2 separate regions of the Mus musculus genome follow, and region 2 is linked to region 1. Evidence: chromatin contacts called from public Hi-C data. All regions are on one chromosome and are shown on one strand. The core of a region is the stretch at or near the end of the contact, and the rest is flanking DNA. Distances in the headings are between cores, read along the strand shown.

Evidence for each region. A called contact is a pair of places that touch in the nucleus more often than the background predicts.
Region 2: a Hi-C map of cerebral cortex shows a contact between it and region 1, with 2.9 times the contacts expected there. The contact joins two enhancer-like sites. A contact is called at or near these places in 2 of 484 Hi-C or Micro-C datasets (cerebral cortex and cumulus cells).

Annotation. Positions count from the first base shown.
Region 1 is chr13:43,258,019-43,263,535 of GRCm38.p6, forward strand. All of the region lies in intron 1 of Gfod1 (glucose-fructose oxidoreductase domain containing 1), which reads right to left. It overlaps LOC115488162 (a long non-coding RNA gene), which reads right to left. Exons shown (of 2, transcript XR_003950633.1): 1 at 1-5,517. Among named protein-coding and RNA genes, the nearest start is that of Gfod1, 43 kb to the right of the region's middle. Within about 2 kb of position 3,438, at least 142 of the 459 cell types and tissues checked have an H3K27ac peak or open chromatin away from gene starts, as enhancers often do. A contact at or near this core is called in cerebral cortex, where this site is marked.
Region 2 is chr13:43,724,595-43,730,111 of GRCm38.p6, forward strand. No RefSeq gene overlaps it. Among named protein-coding and RNA genes, the nearest start is that of Gm20751, 11 kb to the left of the region's middle. Within about 2 kb of position 2,652, at least 3 of the 459 cell types and tissues checked have an H3K27ac peak or open chromatin away from gene starts, as enhancers often do. A contact at or near this core is called in cerebral cortex, where this site is marked.

The DNA of each region.
Region 1 (5,517 bases), core at 2,188-4,687:
CTTAGCAGACACACAGCAGATCCTGTCCTCCCAGGGGCCAGACTCCCTGACAGTCTGGTTGAGGAATGGTTGAGGACCATTTCTTCTCACATTTGAGTGAAGAGGAAATAATATGCATCGAAATGAGATCTCCAGGTCACCCTGGCTGTGCTCTCTCCCTTTCGGCCGCCTTAGTGATGCTCTGTGCTTGCGTTGTGCTCTTAATCTGAAGAGACCAAGATCCTGCCTGATTTGTCCCTATATTCAAATAGTCACAGAATTAAAATGGTCTAAGCTGTTGCTGCATATATTTCAGAACCAAGGGCATGTATCTCATGTCCTTTAGCAGTGACTGGTTTCTGTAGTCTCAAATCCATGGCTCAGAAATCAAGAAAAGACTATTACAGCCAAAGAGCAGGAGGGGGAGAGAGCAGGGTCTGGACTCTCGCTACCCCGGCCTGCTTTAAAATAAACAGCAGCATCCTTGTGGGGTATTTTTTACAGAATCAAGAGGTTTAGTCTACAGCAAGGAATCCTCATGGCTCTGGACAACATCTCAAACACATGTCTGAGCTTAAAGGGACCAGCAATGTCAGGCCACAGGTGTGTCCATATGTCCCTCAGCAGAGCATGTGACCCTCTGGAGCTTCACACCACTGTGTGGATCTGATCACTCAAGACAGCATCTCTTGAGAGTGGCAGAAATGGAAGCCATGTTAGAAGATGTGTGCAGGTGAGGAGGAGGACCAGGGGCTCAAAGTTATCCTCAACTGTATGATGAGTTTAAGGCCAGTGTGTGTTCCAATGAGACTCTTCCTGAAGAAGAGGAGGGGCAAGAGGAGGAGGAGGAGGAGGGAGAGGAAGAGGAGAAGCAGGAGGAGGGGAGGAGTGCTAGGTGACAGAAGGGAGGCTGGAGCTATGTTTGCTTGACGGGGTAAAGCAGAAGTGATGAGGGCGAGGACAGGAAGAAGAGGGGATCAAAGCCACCATGCTGGACTCTGTGCCTACTGTCCACTTTGCTGAAAAGCTCAGCTGTGTTCCCGGCCCAATCAGGCCACAAACCAGAGACTAAAGATGCCACAGCCATAAGACTCCAGTCTAGCAGAGACAGGCCTATCAAAGACTTGAATCATCAGTGGAATCTATTTCAAATTATATGCAAAATGGTCAAACATGGGCCAAGTGTGTTGGCACATACCTTTAGTCCCAGCACTCAGGAGGCAAAGGCAGGTGGATCTCTGAGTTGCAGATCAGTCTGAGCTACATAGAAAGTTCCAGATCAGCCAGAACTCTACAGAGCAAGACCCTGTCCTTAACCTAAATAATAAATAAACCAATAAATAGATTTACAAATGAATAATTAGATAAATGAATAACTAAACCAATAAGTAGCTCAAACATGTGTGCATTTGCTGAGGCATCCAAAACTCTGCCCCAAGAACTGCCATGCTAACTGGCCGTGCAGGACCAGAGGAATCAGAGAAGCAAGGTGTGAGGTTAGGGTCAGATGGGGAGCTGATTTGATGACACTGCCATCCTGTGTGGAAGCTGGAATCTGCTGCAGTGCAGGAAGGACGGGCCTTCTGAGGAAGGAAGCCATTCGGCCCAGGAAGAACCTGGGATGCAGGTACAGCCAGACCAGGCCAGGAAGTGGGGGGAATAGTAGCCAAGGGTCTGGCTATGGCCATCTGAGCCTCACAATGACTTCTTTCCTTCCTTCCCTCCTTCCTTCCTTCCAAGATTTTTTTTAAAGATATTTATTTATTTATATGTAAGTACACTGTTGCTATCTTCAGACAATCCAGAAGAGGGCGTCAGATCTCCTTATAGGTGGTTGTGAGCCACCATGTGGTTGCTGGGGTTTGAACTCAGGACCTTCAGAAAAGCAGCCGATGCTCTTTAACTGCTGAGCCATCTCTCCAGCCCTCACGATAATGTTTCTGTGAGCGTGCATGTATGCAGTCATGTGAGTACCTGTGTGTGTGCAAAGGTGTGCGTGCATGTGTATGTACACGGCCATGGAGGCGAGGGGACAAGCTTAGGCGACATTCCTCAGGCATTCTTCATCTTTGCTTTTAAGACAAGAACTCCCACTGGCCTGGATCTCACTCAGTAGCCTAGGCTAGCCAGCCAGCCAGTCCCAGAGACCCAACTGTCCCTACTTCCCTAGCACTAACATCACACATGTGTGACAGCGTGCCTAGCTTTACATGGGTTTGGGGGATCAAACACAGCTCCTGGTGCTTCTTTGGCAAGCACTTTATTAATGGAGCCATCTCCCTGGCCCATCATGGTGACCTACTTAAACAATGCTGTCTGTCGGACACACGCCTGCCATGGGCAGTGGACCACATCTACTCAGCAAATATACATGTGTGTGTCTGGAAGGGAACCCTGTACTTTAGTTGCCCATGGTCTGGCCCACATACTTTATAGAACTAGTTCTCTAGAGAACTTATTTAGGCTTGTGGTTTTAGGAGATTTTCATCCACCATGCTAGAAAGGACATGGTAGAGAGAGACTGGGTCTGTGGCATCAGTATAATGCAGCAGAATATGTCATGGAAACCATTCACCTCATAACCGACCAGGAGGCAGAGACCATGCCAGAACCAGGTACTAAGTTATGGCCTTCAAAGACATACCCTGAGTAAACAGCTTCTACCATGCATGCTCAAGCTCCCCAAACTCTCCCAGCCTCCTATTATAGTGCCATCAGCTGGAGGGGATGAACATTCAAAACATGAGCCTGTTGGGGGCTGCAGGGGGTGGGGGTGGGGGGTGGAGCATTTCAGATTCAAACCAGAACAAGAAAGTAGGATTCTAAGAAACAGAAGTCTGATATGCCATCAGAAACCACATGTGCATGCCAAGTCTTTTTATCATGTCACCACCGGCTATTGCACATCCCTTATCATCACCAGACATTTCTCTGTTCACCTTCTAGCTGCCCGAAGGGGAAGCAACTTCCAGCACTCTGGGGCCATCCAGCATTAGGTGGCAAAGATGAGGAACAAACTCTGAAAGGAAGATTGTTGGAAGCCGTGTGCTAGAACGTTAAGCATTTTAAGATGCTTAAAGTTCACTGATTTAATCGCCATTAGGAAGGACCAGAGAAGATTCAAGATCGAAGACGTGATGGTTGGCAAGGGCTGCTGGGACAAAGTACCACAGCCTCACAGTGCTAGAACCTGGAGATCTAAGAGTCAATGTGGGCCCGTCAAATTCTTCTTGGGAGATATGAAAGGAAAACCATCCTATGCCTCTCCCCAGCTTCTGGAAAGGTTTTTCACTTTTTTATTTTTCTCGTGGAATTGAAAGCAGGACTTTGTGCCTGCTGAAGCAAACGCTCTACAGCTAAGCCACACCCTTATAGCTAAGCCACATCCCCAGCTTTACAGCAAAGCCACACCCCAGCTCTACAGCTAAGCCACACCCAAGCTCTATAGCTAAGCCACACCCCCTATAGCTAAGCCACACCCCCAGCTTTACAGCAAAGTCACACCCCAGCTCTACAGCTAAGCCACACCCTATAGCTAAGCCACACCCAAGCTCTATAGCTAAGCCACACCCCCATAGCTAAGCCACACCCAAGCTCTATAGCTAAGCCACACCCCCATAGCTAAGCCACACGCCCAGCCCAACTCTTAAGTTTTTACACATTAGGTCAGGTGGTCTATCTCTTTCTGTGCCTAGTTGACTTTACTGGACCTACGGTCATGTCTGCTGTCCACATCGCCACACATGGCAGGAATTGCTACTTCTTTATGGCTGAATGCATTCTAGCCAGTATGTACGAGTCTTCTGGGCAAAGTCACTCGGAAGGCATGAAATAGGTGAGGGGAAAAGGTGCATGCAACAACGTACATGAGCCAATGTCACAAGCTAAGTCCTATTTCAGCAGCAGACAAGGTCAGCTAGTTGAAGAAGCACAGAGGACCTGAGGCAGGGGATAAGTGCATTCCATCTTGAAGAGGAGGAGGAAGAGGACGAGGAGGAGGAGGAGGAGGGGGAGGAATATACAGAAACATGGTAGGCCCTTGTATCTGAACTTGATTTCTGCAGTTTCAATATTCATGGCTAACCACAGTCCAAAGATATTACATGGAAAATTCCAGAAATAAACAATTTATGTGAGTTTTAAATTGTGTGCTATGACGAAATCTCACAGCATCCCACTCCATCCCACCCAGGATGTGAGTCACGCCTTTGTCCAGCATATCCACTCTGACTCTGCCACCTGCACCTGTTAGTCACTTGGAGGAAGGGGGCGGGGGGACGGGGCTCAAGTCCCCACCCCCTCACTGTTTTTGGTCTCATTGGTCGTCCACCAAATAAGGATATTGAGAACGATTCTAAAAAGGAAATGGAAGTTTCCAAATGCCATAGCAACACGCAGCCTTCCTCAGAGATGCCAAGAGAGGCAGTGTCTGCTGCCTCCCTGAATGCTGTTCATATTTGGCTGTGATGTTCAACACATCCTCGGGCGATTACGGGCAAAGACAGTGACTTCTGATACTAAACTGCCCTGGAATATACAATCTGTCAGTGCAACCATGGGAGGTGATGGCATCTACCTAGGGTTGGACATGAGAGCCTGGTTGTCCCTCTGATAGGCTCTGGGCACCAAGCTCCCCGCCTGTGGAGAGTGAGCCAAAGTCTCTCTACAGCAGGGCTAATTTTAAATGCTGGGATACAAGGCCTGGTGGAGTGATTCCTTCTGACCTTGGAGAGTCAAACATCGGGGCAACTGGGGGCAACTTGGACCAAACTGTAAGCAAAAAAAGGAATTGCCTGGGGAATCAACAAGACATTCCTCAGCCTACAGTGAGCTTATGTCCTACCCCAGAAAATCATTTATAAACAAAATAGCCTCCTAAGCCCTGAAGTGCACCATTTAGGGTACCTAGCCTAGAAAACATTCTAGCTTAGACCCTGAAAAGATGATCCTGCAGAGTTAAGGTTGTGGGGTTGACCAGGAGCTTTGTTTGTTTGCTACCATGGCTCAGCATCACAAGAGAGACTCGGAGCACTTAACACTACCTGGAGAAGACTACACACCATGATTGTAAGGATGCTTCTTACGAAATGCATACTGCCTTCCTACATAGTAAAGCTTTTAAAAAAAAATCACTAGGTAGAACCATTAAGCCAGACTATCTGTATTGAGACTTGGTTTCTTGTGGTCCACAAAAAATAATATGAGAGCTGGAATGATTGTCAACAGTCCTTGCCACTCTGGGCTCAAATCCCCATCCCCCAACAGAATTCCCATGAGTCCCTAGAGCATTGCTGAGCAACTCTATGGTGAAGTCAAAAGTCATGGCTACTACCTGAAGTATGCTTAACAGAGAGACACTTACACTTGCTCCTTCATGGTCTTGCAGAAATAACACTTCCCAATGTACATAAGGCTGAACTCTGAAGCATTCATAGTTATGGGGCTGCTAAACAATCCTCCAGCGACCCCCAGAGTGAAGCAGAAGGGCAGGCAGGCAGGTGTATGTGTGTCTGTGTGTGTGTGTGTGTGTGCGCATGT
Region 2 (5,517 bases), core at 1,402-3,901, 470 kb after region 1:
TCCATACACAAAGACGTGGCCTGAAATAACCCTGTTATCCAGTCTCTCTGTTCTTGTTATTCTGTCCCCTTGTCCCACCTTACAAAGGACGGTGACTTTGAAACGATCAGCTTTTTTTCTGGTTCTTTATTTCTGTCTATTAAGCCAACCTCTTCTCAGGTTATTGAACCAGACATCCTATTTTTTTTTTTTTTTTTGATTCTGAAATTAAACCCAGAGCCAATTAAGATGCTTAAATTCCATTGTTGTGACATTGCCCAGGGACAATAGAAAGTACTCAAGTACTTGAAAAACATTGTTGGTGTGGACGTAGGCTATGTGGGGTTTGTTGTTGTTTTGTTTTGTTTTGTTTATTTTCAACATCTGCGGTCCTGTAAGCCCCTAGCAGAAACCCTGGGAGAGAGGTGGTAGTGCCCACCATTGAGGGATTCACTCAGTTTGCACCAAGAAAAGGGCAGGCCAGTGAAGATGCCTGGGAAGATACTCAGGCTCCTCAGTTACCGCAGGGACATTGAAACGATGGAGAGATGACACCTTAGAGCAGGGGGTTCTCAACCTGTGGGTCCTGACCTCTTTGCAGGGTTGAATGATCCTTCCATAGGAGTTGCCTAAGACCATTGGAAAACACAAATATTTACATTACGATCCACAACAGTAGCAAAACTATAGTTGTGAAAGTAGCAACAAAAATAATTTTATGGTTGGAGGGGTGGTCACCACAACATGAGGAACATTAGGAAGGTTGAGAATCGCTGTCGTAGGGTGTGTGTTAGAGCAATGCAAAAATGACCACCATAGGCTAATTGTTGGAGATTAGAGGTGGTTAAAAGAAAAAAAAAACAGTTTCCCTGCCTGTGAAAAATCAGCTTTTCCAACTACAACCATGATGGAACCCATAGCACACCCACAACAGCTGAGGGATTCATGGGTCAAATCGCCAGGTGGTTCAGTAAGATGGGTCAGCCAGGAACACGCTCAAAATGAACTCTCTTCAGGCTGTGAGACGCAACTGAATTCTGATTTCTGCAGGGGAATGATTTATTCCGCTTCACAGATAAGCCCCGAGAGAATTGTGTTGGTTTTGTTTCCATACTGATCTCTATCTTCTCTTAAGCTTGACTACCAAGTCTCTGCTCAGAATTCCGTTCTCACATAGCATTCTTATGTTAGCATATCGGGTTCTTATGGCATAATGTCAACTTAGTAATAAAAGGCTACTCAGAAGTGTGTGAGGAAGTGTATGGCTCGCTCACCTGACAAGGGCTGGGCTGTTTCTGCTCTGCCTGAGGTCATTCCTCCTAAATGCTGCATCTCAGACCCGTGTCTTGCTCTTAGCTGCCCTCTAGTGGTCAGAACACAGACCCTGCCCCCAATGACTTCCCTGAAGAAAGACAAAATAATGACCCACATTCATAGATAATCAGTGGGTACTCAGCGCTCACCTGGGTCTACAGCTTATGTCGACATCACGCTAGAAAATCTTGCTTTTTTAGAAAAATGGGTGAAAAGATGAAATGGGTGTTGTTTTGTTACGTTTTTAATTGTAGTGGCCAAGGAGATGACTGAGCAGGTAAAAACAAACAAACAAACAAACAAACTCGATTTACTTCCCTTCCAGGAGACCCAGGTTCAGTTCCAGAATCCAGGTGGTAGCTGACAGCCATCTGTCCTCGGGATCCAGCATATCCATTGATGCCTCTTTCTGACTGATCTTTAAGGCCTCATGCATGCATGCATGCATGTGGTGCACACATGCACATTCATTCATAAGCACACACATGAAATGGATAAACCCTTTGAGCCTAAACACATTAATCTAATAATATGTGATTGGGAAGCAATGCCTTGGGAACTCAGGCGCCATCTTTGACTTAACATCCAACCATATACCTGTTCTGGGTCACTAGTCCCAGCATCCCCTGTTCTCTAAGGGATCTTGGCCCGCCTATTCTACTGTGAAGTACTTGCAGATAGGCCTAGGAGATAAGGGTCACCTGTAAAGATCCGATGTCCTGTCTCCTGTGAGTTCCGTTTTCTGGGTCTGGGACAGGGAATAGAATTAAAGAGATGGATGAACCCTGATCACTGGCTGCCTTCCCCACCCAAGACTACACACAAGATACAGGAGTAAAGGGACTTTATTATGCTAAAGCCAAACGGTAGCTTTTCCCCCACACAGTCAGCTGGGAGATGGCTCTGCCACCTGATGAAAGAGACATCCCCATGTCTGCTCAGGTACTGACCTTCCTGCTGTTCGGCACCTGCTCTGGGGAACCTGAGGCCTTTTGAAGTCCTGTGCTCAGGATCCCGCAGATCCGGGCTGTAGACTGTGCTAATTGCTCTCACCTTAGGGTCGTCTACCTTTTATCCAACGTGTGGAGGAATCAGGGAGTCCTGTCAACATGCACACTGAATGCCAGCTCGTGAAGCTTGTGCCAAGAATCCGAAGCTCCGTGAAGATTAATTACTGGCTGTCTCTGTGGTCTCTCCATCGGTCAGACATCTCTGTTTCTCCGGAAAGCTAATATAGATCTTTCACAAGGGCCAACTTTTCCTCTGGTTGGAGGCCCTGCCAAGAACGTCTTCGACACATAGGGGACACTTCAGTGGGAGAGAGCATGGGGAGCTGCCAGCAATGGAGTGGGGGAGAGGCAGAGGGTGGCACTGTGCCTGAAGAAAACATCACATGACCTCTGGGCCAGGCCATGTGGATCGCTCTCGTGTGGTCCTCCCACTTGGAGACAGACAGAGCCCAGAAGTGTGCTTGTTAATAGACATATGGTTGGTTACAGGGACCTTACCTCACTGGACTTAAATTAATTTTTTATGCTGTATTCTTTAGTTAATTCAACAAAGACTTCAACAAATTGGGAAGTAAACAAAGATAAGTAGAGCAGGATTTGAATCTCTGAAGGCTAACCAGTATTCACCATGACATAGACGATGCATTTAGACTTAGCTAATTGAATGGGCTTGCCTTCCTCTTTCCCTCCCTCCCTCCCTCCCTCCCTCTCTCCCTCCCTCTCTTCCTTCCTTCCTTCTTTCCTTCCTTGATTTTGATTCAGGATTTTGCTATGAGCCATGTTGACCCTGAACTTCCTATGTAGCCCAGGATGGCCTGGGGCATGCAATAATAGTCCTGCTTCAACTTCCCAAATGCTAGGATTAGAGGTCCACCTCTGATTTCGTTTTAAAATGGAACAGGCAGTGTTGTTCTCCTGAGTTGTGTTTAAATGCTTAAGGAAATGGTTGAGAAAACAGCAGTTTCCTAGATTAGCCCACAAAGGTTTCTTCGTCCCTTCCCCTTCCCCTCCCCCTCCCCCTCCCTTCCGTTCCCCCCCCCCCCTTCACCTGCTCAATGCTGCACCACAAAGCAGGTTCATTCATCCACCAGAAACACATCCACATTTTGTGTTTGCCTCTGAACTTCAAGGGTGGTAGCTCAGCTGGCCCAGTCCCACTGGCCTGGTACACATCATTGAAAATAAATTAAGTGATCATATGTCCCTGTGTTCTCTCTGAGCATACACTTTGTCCCAACCATGAGCCACTGTGTTTCGAGGTGAGGATGCAGAGTCACAGAGACCAGAGGACCTGCAGAGTGAGCCAGCGCTTCTGAAAGAGTACAGGGTGCCATGGCCTGATAGCTCTTGCTATCGTGGCTGTGTAGACAGCTCACGTCTGCAGAGATGCTCCTGGTTAGAAGGAGAAATTTGACAGAGGAATGAAAAGATGAATCCCAAACAATATGTTCTTTAGAGAATGTGATGAATAAAGTCATAAAAACCTCGAGTCTGTAAAACAGTACATACATTTAAAGATTCAGTCCTCACTGCATCTATGAAAGGTAAAAACTACTTATTACCATGCAGTGTGTTTAGCATACATTAAACACCTATTATTTGCTGCCACTGTTCTCTACTCTGAGAACAGCGAATAGACCCAGGCTCTGCTGTGTGCACCTCCTAGTAGGCAGGTTAGCTCTCTTTTCTTGCTAGACTCATGAGTTTTCTCATTGCTGTGACCAAGAAAAAGCCCAACTGGGGAAAGGTTTATTTCTGCTCGCAGTGCAGGGTGCACATCCCTTGTGGTATAGAAGGTAAGGTACCAGGGGATGCTGTTCACAGCTCAGTGGGTTGGGAAACTGAGGAAGAGGGCAGCCAGTGCTCAGTTGGCTGTTCCCTGTTTCCCTTTGTATTCAGATTGATACCCTAGCCAAAGGGATGGTGCCGCCCATATTTAAGGCTTTTTCTCATCAGTTAGTACTCAGTGGAAATACCCTCATGGGTGCTATCAAAGATGTGCTTCACCAATGCTTTAGGCGTTTTTTTTTTAAAGTTTATTTTTTAAACCTAAGCACGTTGGCTTTTAAAACTAAGTATCACACTTGGTGTGACCACGGAAGTAGTTTAATGAGCTAGCGTGGCGTCTTGTGTGAAGTCGGTTTTCCACCCTGAGTGATGCCACCAAACAGCGAGCACATCCTTTTGGTTCCTTCTTGGCATCTCTCGGGTTAGCTCAGTTACTTCTGATGGCAACAACGCTGACACAGAGCCGTGTCTGAGTGACTTTATTTGCACTGTGATCAAATCCCTAACAAGAAGCAACTAAAGGGAGACAGGGCTCATTTGGCTCATTGTTTGAGGTCTGGGTCTGTCATGGTGAGAAAGATGTTGCAGGAGGAACATGAGGCAGATGGCCACCTTGTATCTGCACTCTGGAAGCAGAAAGTGGACAGGAAGCAGGGCCAGATAATAAAACCTCAGTTTCCTCCAGGGACTATCTACTTTCTAAGGCTTCCAACCTTCCAGCTGAGCCAGAGCATCCAACACAGGAGCCCCTGGCAGTTTTGTGCTCAGGCATACATGTTGCCACAAGATGTGTAGGCACGTGAGACTTTGGCAGTGGAAAGAGTGCCGATTCCGGAAGGGTTGCTGATGGGAGCAGAAGAGGAAGAGGACACTCTGGGGACCAAGGAGTATTTCCTGTTAAACCTAACTAATTTAGAAGGCTCCACAATGACCTGCTTAAGCTACCCCACTGTGAGTCGCCAGAGCCCATTCTAACTATGGTGTTGTCCATGGCTGTGAAAACGTACAGACATTTTTTTTTTTTTTTGAGAATACATCATTTTATTTTGATGGTTGAACGGTAGACTCATTTGGCACGGTCGGCTAACTTCGCTTTCACTGGAGCTCATGGAAAGTGGAACACTGAAAAATGAAGTGTTTAGCAACCAGCTGTCCAGGGAAAACTCCAACGCACATATGGGGGCACATAAACGGTGTCGATTTTACCCACATAAACACCGCGTAGCTTTACAAATGACTACAAAGAGTCCTGGGCAATGCCCTTTATCACAGATGCCACAGAACCAGCTGATACATGCAGCATGTGTTTGACAAAGTGGACCATTCACCAATGCTTAATCCTTCCTAACTCAGTACAATTGCTCAAGGCATTGATACGTGGACCTGCAGCACGGCATGGCTATGTCCACTTAGGTTGAACTTAAGG